Regions from separate parts of the Arachis hypogaea genome. Here region 1 is linked to region 2. The links are chromatin contacts, called in public Hi-C maps. All regions are on one chromosome and are shown on one strand. The core of a region is the stretch at or near the end of the contact, and the rest is flanking DNA. Distances in the headings are between cores, read along the strand shown. Region 1 holds the start of LOC112696971 (purine permease 21). Region 2 has its middle 13 kb from the start of LOC112696970.

The links. A called contact is a pair of places that touch in the nucleus more often than the background predicts.
Region 1: a contact with region 2 is called in a Hi-C map of an unstated tissue, with 4 times the contacts expected there. The contact joins the promoter of LOC112696971 here to the enhancer-like site in region 2. A contact is called at or near these places in 3 of 8 Hi-C or Micro-C datasets (leaf and an unstated tissue).

Annotation. Positions count from the first base shown.
Region 1 is chr6:93,437,089-93,442,440 of arahy.Tifrunner.gnm2.J5K5, reverse strand. LOC112696971 (purine permease 21) reads right to left here and starts at 2,686. Exons shown (of 5, transcript XM_029287619.2): 1 at 2,460-2,686; 2 at 1-249. The coding sequence starts at 240.
Region 2 is chr6:93,337,320-93,342,598 of arahy.Tifrunner.gnm2.J5K5, reverse strand. No RefSeq gene overlaps it. Among protein-coding and RNA genes, the nearest start is that of LOC112696970, 13 kb to the right of the region's middle. Within about 2 kb of position 2,003, at least 3 of the 3 cell types and tissues checked have open chromatin away from gene starts, as enhancers often do.

The DNA of each region.
Region 1 (5,352 bases), core at 1,437-3,936, 99 kb before region 2:
TCCGTCCGTTGGAAGACCAAGTATTAGAGCAACGTCTTCAAGAGTGACGGCACATTCACCAATGGGAAGGTGAAACGTATGTGTGTCGGGGTGCCACCTCTCGATTAAAGCATTCACCAATGCCTTTTGACATTGGACTACCCCAATCTGTGATGCATGGTAAAAGCCAGTAAGTCGTAGCTGCTCCTCTACCCTATCATTGTACCGATCCGGAGGAACAGGATGCTCACATGTCAACATTCTTAACTTCTGCAAAGTTCATAACAAAGTATTACTCAACTTCTTAACACTTACTAGGTTACTACTAAAATAAAAATATTTTATACCACAACAACTATTGATAATAATGATAACTAATACATAAATACCTAATCAAATCTCTCCACAGTAACACATTTATCTTGAATAATATGTAATAATACCCACTAACCACCTACTACTGCATATACCATTAGTTAACTAAAGATATTTCACTGAATTATAAAAAACATTTATAACAATTACTTTATGCCTAAATTCTTTTTGGAACATCATTCATACTAATTAATTAATAGTTTCCCAAACTAAGACTAACTCACAACAACAAGAACATTTACCTTCATTCATTACAATATACCTACTTAATAATTTAAATAGAATTATAAAAATTAAATTAAACCTATTTTCAAAATTAAATTAAACCGTTGGGGCTCCAATTTTTTTTTAATTTCCTTATATTTATATTTAAACATAAACATAACTATAAAAATTAAATTAAACCTATTCTCAATATTAGTTACAATTATAACCGTTGGGGGTCCAATTTTTTTAATTTCCTTATATTTATATTTAAACATAAACATAACTATAATAATAATACAAAACATTCAAAATTCACATTCTAAAATTTCCGTGCTCTCTATAAAAAACGTCCCAAACTTACTAAATAATAACAATAATTTCACTAACAATAATACTTATATTCTAAAAATTAATTCCAAAAATTCTATAAATCTTAAAAAATACATATAAATCCTAAAAAATAGTAATAATCATTCTATCCTATGGATATTTCTAATTTGCACTTCTAATAACAACAATCATAACAAATAAATATTTTACATTAATACTTTTAAATAAAAAAATTTAAAAACCTTAAAAAAAAACTTACATAATCAGAGTGACTGAGATAATGCATGATATGAAGCTCAGGTCGATCAACATCTCTAGTTTTATTTTTTTTGGGCATTCTTTCATGTATTGAAACATGCAGAAATGAGAGGAGGAAGATGAATAACAATGGGGGCTTCAGGTTTGAAAACGAAAGCTGGGAGAGTGATGTCTCGGAGGGTGAGAGAAGTTAATGCATGAGTGAGGGAGCTGTTATAAGGGCACCGAATTGGGGTGGCTCCTGCTACGCGACACGTGTCTTCGGTGGTGGCAATCGCACGGTCAGATTTGCTGGACGGAACTCGCACGGTGAGATTTGCTTAGTGGAACTCGCACGGTGCGAGTTGGGTGGTCACTGACACCACACTCTCGTCATTCCCCTCCCTCCCCCATAACGGCGTCTGTTAGAAGTTCCGGTACCATATTGAAATTAAAAAGCCACCAATATCTACTACCAAAAAACTATGTATGATCGCCTCCAAACTCTATCTCTATCACCAAATCTAAAACCCCAAATAGTCAAATACTATTAATTACTGTTGTCTCCCAGTTTATATTGATATATCATTTTTATGTATACTTTTTAATTTAGTTATGAATGATACGTTATATAAGTAGATTAATAAAAAGGGTCTTGTATAAACACTGTAAAAATAAAAATTATTTCAAAAGAATTATTTAAAAAAAAGTTTTCTTATATATTATTTTTAATATTTTGAATACATAAAGAATTTTAAAAAAATTATTATTATCTTTTTAATAAATTTCCTTAAAATACTTTTACCTAAATCTTAAAAAAAATAATTAAAAAACGGGAGAAAATAATATCAAAATATATAGTGTAGACACCAAAAAAAAAAAAAATCATATAGTGTGATGATGACATAATTAAAGACTGATTTTTACATTCCAGGATAGTGTCTTTTCTTGCTAGCTATATTATATGGACTCTGCTGGCTTCTTGTTTACATCTAGCACAACAACGTCCAAATTTTAATTACTTCCTCGTAAGCTTCGAATAATTTAATTCATGAACATGCAACACGATTAGATTATTAATTGGTTTATGCATATAAGGGTAGAATTATAGATGATGAGATTATAACTGGCCTATGCTATAATCTTGATATTGATAAAATTGAATATGCTCAAACTTGAATGAAAATGATCACAAAAGAACAAACCGTATAGGAAGCTGGCCTTATGCCTTAATATGCACTTGAAATTTTGTGAAGTTAAATATCATAATAATAGAAGTGGCTTTGATTAGTGATCCAAAAGAGAGAAAATGAGAGTTTAATTTGACTTACCCACAATTGGAAGCTGCTGCAGCTCTTGAGGTTGTTGCATGGTGAAATTATGGTAACAAAAGAAGCTTAAAAGGAAACACAGAAGAGAGAGAGAGAGAGAGGAAAGAGGAAAGAGGGGGCAGCGAGTAGATACAGATATATACTTTCTGATACGAAGATAGGCCAAAAAGAATATATAAAGATCATAGATGAAATTCTAATCACAAAATACTTGAAACCGACTTCTTACTCTCACATTAGTTTGAGAGTATCGTAATATATTTTAATGGAAAAGTTTAGGAACAACAATTTTATTAAATTTTGATTAGTATATAACCAGAAAAAAAATAAATTATTAGATGAAATTTTACACTAATTTTATATTATTAAAAATTTAAATTCATTATTAATGATTATTTGATGATTACAAATTACAAAAATTGTTAACCTCCTAACATTTCTCTATTTTAATATCTTTTTGCTTTAAAATAATATATTAATATATGTATTAACCAAATATTTAAACAAATAAAGATCGAATATAAATCTTTTAAAATGAATATTTATTTATAGAGTAAATAATTATGTGTGATTATAAACAATTTGGATATTCATAAATTTATTCAAACAAATAGGATAAAGTACTAAAATTAAAATATAATATTAATAAATTTAACTATAAAAGAATTAAAACTTATAATTATAAAAAATGAGATTTTATTAACAAAATTATTAAAATTTTAAAAATATATTAAAAAAATTTAAATTATTCTTCTGCTACTCTAACTCTCTCAAACTCTAATTCTACTTTATCTCTAAGGTTCACTTTACATTACTATTACAGCTTCATTCTCTTCAATCCAAAACCTAAGATCCTTCCTCTTTCACCCAAAATCCATCCTTAACTTTTCTCTCTCCATCACCACTTTCCCTTCTCTCTCCTCCTCAAACTTACCCGCCTCTGCCACTCTGCCAATGCCTTCTCCCTTAGCTTAGTGACCAGAATGATAGTGATGGGTTTACCAACACCATCGATGTACTCGCGTCAATGACACACTTAAAGCAGGTCTAGCTTCAGAAGAATCAGTTTACCAGTCTTATTCTGGATTTGTCAAACTGCATTGATTTATTCGATATGTAGCTTTGCGATAACTAGTTAATCGGTTTTATACTTGTTGTGCTGACCACAATGTCTAATTTGAAGAACGTTTCTTTATGTAGTACTTTGCTTTCGCTTGGTTGGATTGTAAGTATATCTATTATTACTGTGTTTTTTGCTGCAGTTATTTTGTTTGTGTTTCACAAGTGTTATGTTAAGAATAGACACAAGAAATTTGAAAGGATAAATAATCTTAAAACAGAAAAAAAAGAGATTAAGACTGAAATTGTATGTGTTTTTAGTTCCAATGAATTTATGAGAGCAAGGGGAACAACAAGAAGTGAGTTGCAAAGCCAGGGAAGCAAACAAAACGGACAGCTCCCTGTTTCTCGATTAGAGAATGGAGATGAGATAGGATTAGAGTTTGAGGGTGATTAGATTTAGAGTAGAAGGATAATTTAAAATTTTTTGATAGATTTTAGAATTTGGATAGTTTTATCTATGAAACTTTATCTTTCATAGTTACAAATTAATTAGTTTTATTTTTTTATGGTTAAATTGTCAGTATTACAATATTTCATAGTCAATTTTAATACTTTACTTAAAAATAAAACTAATGTATTTATGAAAATAAACTCAAGTCGACAAAACCACATAAATTCTAAGAAATTATTCAAAAATTTCAAATTATCTATCCTACCTGATTCAAATTTTAACTATCATCTAATTTTAATCTACCCCAATCTCTAATCCTTCACCGTCACCATTTGACAATTTCTCTTCTTTCTTTTCTACATCACACCCACCTTCTCTTTATACATATTTGTACATGTGTTCTAGCCTCCTCAAACAACAAATCAACTCAACACTCTCCCCAAACTTTGACTCTTCTTTTATTCTCATCTTAAATTTTATCACTGTAATAATATCTATTTCCACACCACTTGAATTTAATCATGTGGACCCAACCTCAATATCTGCCCTCAAACGTAACCTGCCATCAGAAATCTTAGAATAAATAAATAAATAAAAAAAATTGAAGACAAAACGGTCAAACAATACCCTTACCCAAATTGAAACTATTAGAACAATTAGTATCATTTATTTTTATATACCATATATGTATATTAATTGTAGGATTGTATATTTTTAATTTTTTATTACTCTAATTCTTCTAGCAACTATATATACTGTTTGTACATTGTACTTTTCCACAACCTGAATAATACACAAAAACACTTTCTTCATATCTTTTTCTTGTTTCTAATATGGTATCAAGAGCTTAAGTTATTTTTTTTCATGAAAATTCGTTCATAGTCCCCTTATTTTTCTCTTTCGACAGTGCTTCTTTTCTCTGTTTTTTGGTCTTTTCCTGACGCTTTGGTTCGTCACCGCTGTCACCATCGTGTTCGTCTCTTTGTCAAGATTCCAATGTTGCCAGACTTGCCGCCTGACGCTGCCTGACGCTGCCGGACGCACCCTCATGCGCCGCCGCAACCTTGCTGCCCGCCTCCGTTGTTTCATCTCCAAACGCTTCAGGATCCGTTGGATCTTGGTGTCGATCGAACAGTCCAGAAGCCTCCATGTGTTGTGGCGCCAAGCTTCCCAGTAACCCGCGCGTGACTCGGCCCAATCCGCTGGTTGACCCGCGCCCAAGCTGATGTGGGACCCTCACTAAGGTTTTTTGGTGAGCTCTTTCTAATTTTGCACTCTGATTTCTCATTTTCTACTCCAAAATTTTATTTTTCTCTCATCTCTTTGATCTTTGTGACTACTATCATGAAAAAGTCAGATATTTTTGCTGTCATAGACAGA
Region 2 (5,279 bases), core at 754-3,253:
TAATGTCCATAGGTATAGATATTTTTCACCCTCTATACCTTAAGACTTTTTCTCTTTTATTTAATTATTTCTTTGAATGAAATCTCTCTTTAAAGAGAAGAGCACGAATATTTTGATTAGAGAGCATGTGTAAAGAAAAGCCTGTGGGGGAACGGAAATTTCATTTTTGTATGCAGCTTTGGGAGTTGTGACTTCGCTTGTCAACAGGCACACATTTCAATAAATAATTATGTTACAAGAAAAAATTTAAAAAAGTTTGTTAACAATATTCTAAATAAAAAGGAAATTTTATTTAATATTTTTATTAAGTACCTTAAAAAATATTTGTTAGCTAATTCTAATAAAAAATTAAAAAATAATTATTTTCATAGCTTGAATGCCTCAGCACAAAGTTGTTTATAGCATACAACGAACAATTATAAAAATGAATGTTCATAATTATTTTACTGCATTGATGCTGTTATTAAGTATGATTTTTTATTATATAGTATTTTTATATGTAAAGTTGTAAACCACAAAAAATGTCATCTAATTATTAAATCATTGAAAAAAATTATTTTCTAAATGTATTTACAATAAAAATATTTTTAAAATATATACAACAATAAAGTTATGAAAAAAATAATTTTTTATAAATAACAATTTTTTTTGTATTTGACAAATTATTTATATATTTAATTTAAGATTTTATAAGAATATTTGAAAAATTTATTTAGAATGTGCATGTAAAAAATAAACCAAAATTTGATCTCTTCATTTTTTTCATTTCTTCAAAATATTTTTTGTCATTTAAAAAAATCGCTAAAATATATCTACTTATTGAAAAATAATTAAATTTTATAAATAAAAATATCCTATTTTTAATCATTATTGTAAAAAATCGCCTTAAAAACTGATATCTAAAACCCTCTTTATGAATATATATATAGTTAAAGGTTGAGTACTCTTGTTATGTTTTAAAATATTTTAATGGTATTTTCGTGTTATCAAATTTCACAGATATTTTTGTTAGCAATTTGATAATTTAAGGTCATTTTCGGTGGTTTATTTTTTTTAATTATCTAAGGGTAAACTGTCAAAATCAATGACGAAAATAACAAAAAAATATTAACAACAAAGAAATTTTTAAAAAATTTAAAAATATGACATAATAATTAGTTATTAAATATATATTTTTGAAAGAGTTTAGAAATCAAATTTTAATACAATTTTTTTAAGCATTATTAAAAAATAAGATATTTTCATCCCTTAAATTTAGTGATTTTATACTAAATAAATTTTTTATTTTTTTATTGTGAATGACTAAAATTTAAAAAATGAAAAATTTTTCTATAGATTAACTTTTATTTTGATATTTTGTTTGCACATTCTAAATAATAATCTAAATATTTTCACAAAAATCGAATTAAATACATAAGTTATTTGTTAAATATAAAAGTTATTTGTCTTTTATAAAATAATATAACATTTTTTAATTATTTTATCACATTTTTAAATTTTTTAAAAAATTATTTACCGTTCATATCTTTAAAATTGATTTTGATCAATGATATAAATTTTCAGATATTATTTTAGTACTTTACTTTTTATTTAAATAGGGTATAATGAACAAATACATTTGACAATAAACTTTTGGTATTATTTTATTTGTTTTTTTTAATTCAGAGTGTGTATAATAAAAAAAGATACACTTAAAAATATCAAAGGAAAATTAAAGATGCACTTATTTCTTCCGATGGTAAGTAAAATGCACTTGCTTTAAGGCAGATACATCATTCACCAAACTAGCAGCTCATGTGCTGGATTTTTCCTTTTTTTTTATGTATTTTTCTTGGACATGTTCTTTCTCTTTTTCCTTTTTTTTTTTTTGGTTTTTGGTCTTGACATGTTCTGTCTCTCTGTTTTCCATTTGTCCGAGCTTTTCAATTGGGCTTATACTGCACTCAGGCACACTTAACATAGGTTTTTAACCCAATACAGTTTTGATGGGTGCCTCAGTTGTGTGCTGGCTTTCTCATTTTTTTTTTAATATTTGGTGCTTTTGTACAGGAAGTCGATATAGGCCTCTTTGCATTGGTCCACAACAGGTTCTGTAGTCATGGTATTTTTGTTTTTGCATGAAATCTATACCATTCCAATTGAAGTCCAAAAATAAGATAATTAAGATCATAGACTAGCTAACCAATTTGGGTTGGCTGACAACTTACTCTTTCGTTTAAACAAATATTAGAGGTACGAATTTCATCTCGTGCAACTTATTGGTTTAGTGACAAATTCTTAAATGAAACTCAAATCTGCGACGAATTAGTTCTTAACTTAATTAGCATGGTTTTGAAAACCGAATCAACAATTGAATCGGTAAAGTTAGAAGTTTAAAATTTTAAAAATTCAACCGAGATTCAATCAAAATTGAACCGAATATAATAAAATAATATTTTTATGTATAAAATATATAATATTTTTAGAACAAAATAATTTTATATCTTATTATTTTAAATAGATTAACCGTTTAAAAACTGCATTAGTTTTTTTAATTCTTTGGCCGAATTATTGCCAACTAATTTTTGCTTGAATTTAATCAGTCTGATAACAAATTTCTAATTAATCCGGTTAAACTGATCGATTCGATCTGTCAAAACCATGATAACTAATAAAAAGGTATGATATATACTTAGCAATAATCTCAAAACAAATTTTGTTGTCTTCATTTTCTTTTATTTTTTCAACGAGAAAATTGTCATTGTATAATTTATCTTCCAATATATATATAACTACTTGCTTTAACTTGTATGCGTATCAGAAATCAAATAATGTTAAATAAGATGCCATCAATAAATAAATCTTTTATGTTTTCTAAGATTGTAAATTATTTTTTAGATCCAAATAAATAGAATGGTCAGAAATAATTTTTAATCTATTACTACTATCATTTTTATGTTGTTGTAGCATCAAATTTCTAGATGCATATAATAAACATGAAATACTTGTTAATTAAACCGAAATTTCTTAGCCTAAAATTTGTTATCCGGTTTGGTCATATATATATATATATATATATATATATATATATATATATATATATAAAGTTATTTTTAATTGTAGGGTTAATTATTGCAGAAACAAAGGATATCAGTATATACTTTTTGAGACTTAACAATATATCTTTTTTATTATAACTAAAGATCGTTAAATGATTTATGAAAACTGATAACTACTGATTAATTGTCTAAATTACTAAATAATTTTCTTATTCTTATACGAGTTGCATATGAGCTTGTTTGTTAGTTCTAACATATGAAAGGGCCAATAAAAAATTGATATCAAACACAGCATACCTCAGCTTACTCTAAAACATAGTTTGGAAAAGAAAGGGGTTGAAAACTTTTTAAATTGCATACCCACAACCATCTTTGCCAACTCAATCTAGATCATATAAATTATTTAATATGAATCTCAACGGTGATGAAAACTGAAAAATTAATGTTCCATGGTACAATGTTATACCAGGAAATTTTGTTATGTACTACAAGAAAAACGGGATTTAGCAGCGATTTTAATAGAAATTAGCGGCAGTTTTAAATCGCCGCAAAACGAGTTACTAGCACTTCGAGAAACGTTGCAGAATGGAGCGTGGAGATTTGATTTTGTGGCTGTTTCACTAAACCATTGACACAACCGCAGCGAAATCCCTCAAATAGCGTCGGTTGATTTAGCTTGGCCAATATTGAATTTGACGGTATTTTTCGGCGGTTTTGAACCGCTGCTATTTGTTAACCATTGTATCTTTTAAATTTATTTTGCAGCGGTTTAAAACTGCCGCTATCTAATATTCAATAGTTTTAAATTTATTTCCGACCATTTTGTAACCGCTGCTATTTGTCCAGCTAAATGGTTGCAAAAATACTGTATTTTGTACCGGCAATCAACGCTTTTTTAATTTGAATGTGTTAGATATTTTTTTTTCGAATTTTTCCTGATATTAGAAATCTTAATTATTTTGTAACTGACAAAATAAATTGATGGGTAAACGACATTTGCAAAGCTGATAAAAATACTCATATATTTATCCAAATATCAATAAAGTGTATTTCTTACTAAGAGTTGCATAGTCAACAATAAAAAAAGTGTATATTTAACTAAAAAATTAATTTCAAATCCTAAGTTCTACTTTCTATTCTGTCCCTGTAGTGAATTCATCCATGCTAAAATAAATGATAAAGACTTCAATTGAGTATGGACTACACATGATTGACTTATTATTTTGTACATCTTGTGAGGTTGTAATTATCTTCACCTAACTCTTAAGTTATTAATTATCCAAAACCCAACAATGATGAGAATCTTATGCAATTGACAACTTTCTCATCAAGGAATAATGGTTATCAGAGAACTAATATGATCTATAACAGGGCAGAGGAGAAGATTGAGGACGACGACACTGGGACTGTTGGAAAGCCACGCGACGACACTGGAACATGCACGGTGGAGGGACTAACAACAGACGTGCCTCTCCACCTTTCTTTCGATCGCAGGAGATATGCGGCAGCTTGAGCATCCGTGACGAGGAATAATGATGTAGCGGCTGCAGCTGATGAACGGAATGTATACTGCATGTATACTACGGGAGGGAATTTTGAACCGAGTGATTCGTGCCTTTGTCCCCTTTTGAGTTCGTGCGTAAACAAAAAATATTGAATCTGGCTTTCTCCAATTTTATTTTTTTTTTGTCAATTGGAGCTTTATGTAATTTGGAGCCGTTGAGACACAAAATTACAACTATTTTGATTGGTCTTTGATAGAAATAAAATTCGCTATAAAAACCACAATTTCTTCATCAACTTGCGGCGATTTTACGAGACACAGACAATTTTCCGTTGCTAAATACCGTTGCTCTTGTAGTGATGGTATATACTGTATAGACACGTTGTATATGTTAACTAATAATATTTAATGCTGTGATCAAACCTTGGTGTTATTGGGAAGTTAATCATATTAAACAATATTCATATGTTATATTTGTATGTTAGTACGGAATGAATCTGCATTCACACACAAATATTTTTCACTGACAAATCACATGAATCCATTTCTAGAATAATCAAATAAAATACTTAGTATGCTCAATATTAAAATATTTTCGCTACGTAACCAATAAGACTTTACCAATTTTTATCGACTCTTATTTATGTATTTAATAGAAATATTTTTATAGATGTGTTAATAAAAATATTTTTTTATAATTTTATCTAATAAAATATTTTTATAAATATATCTTTTTA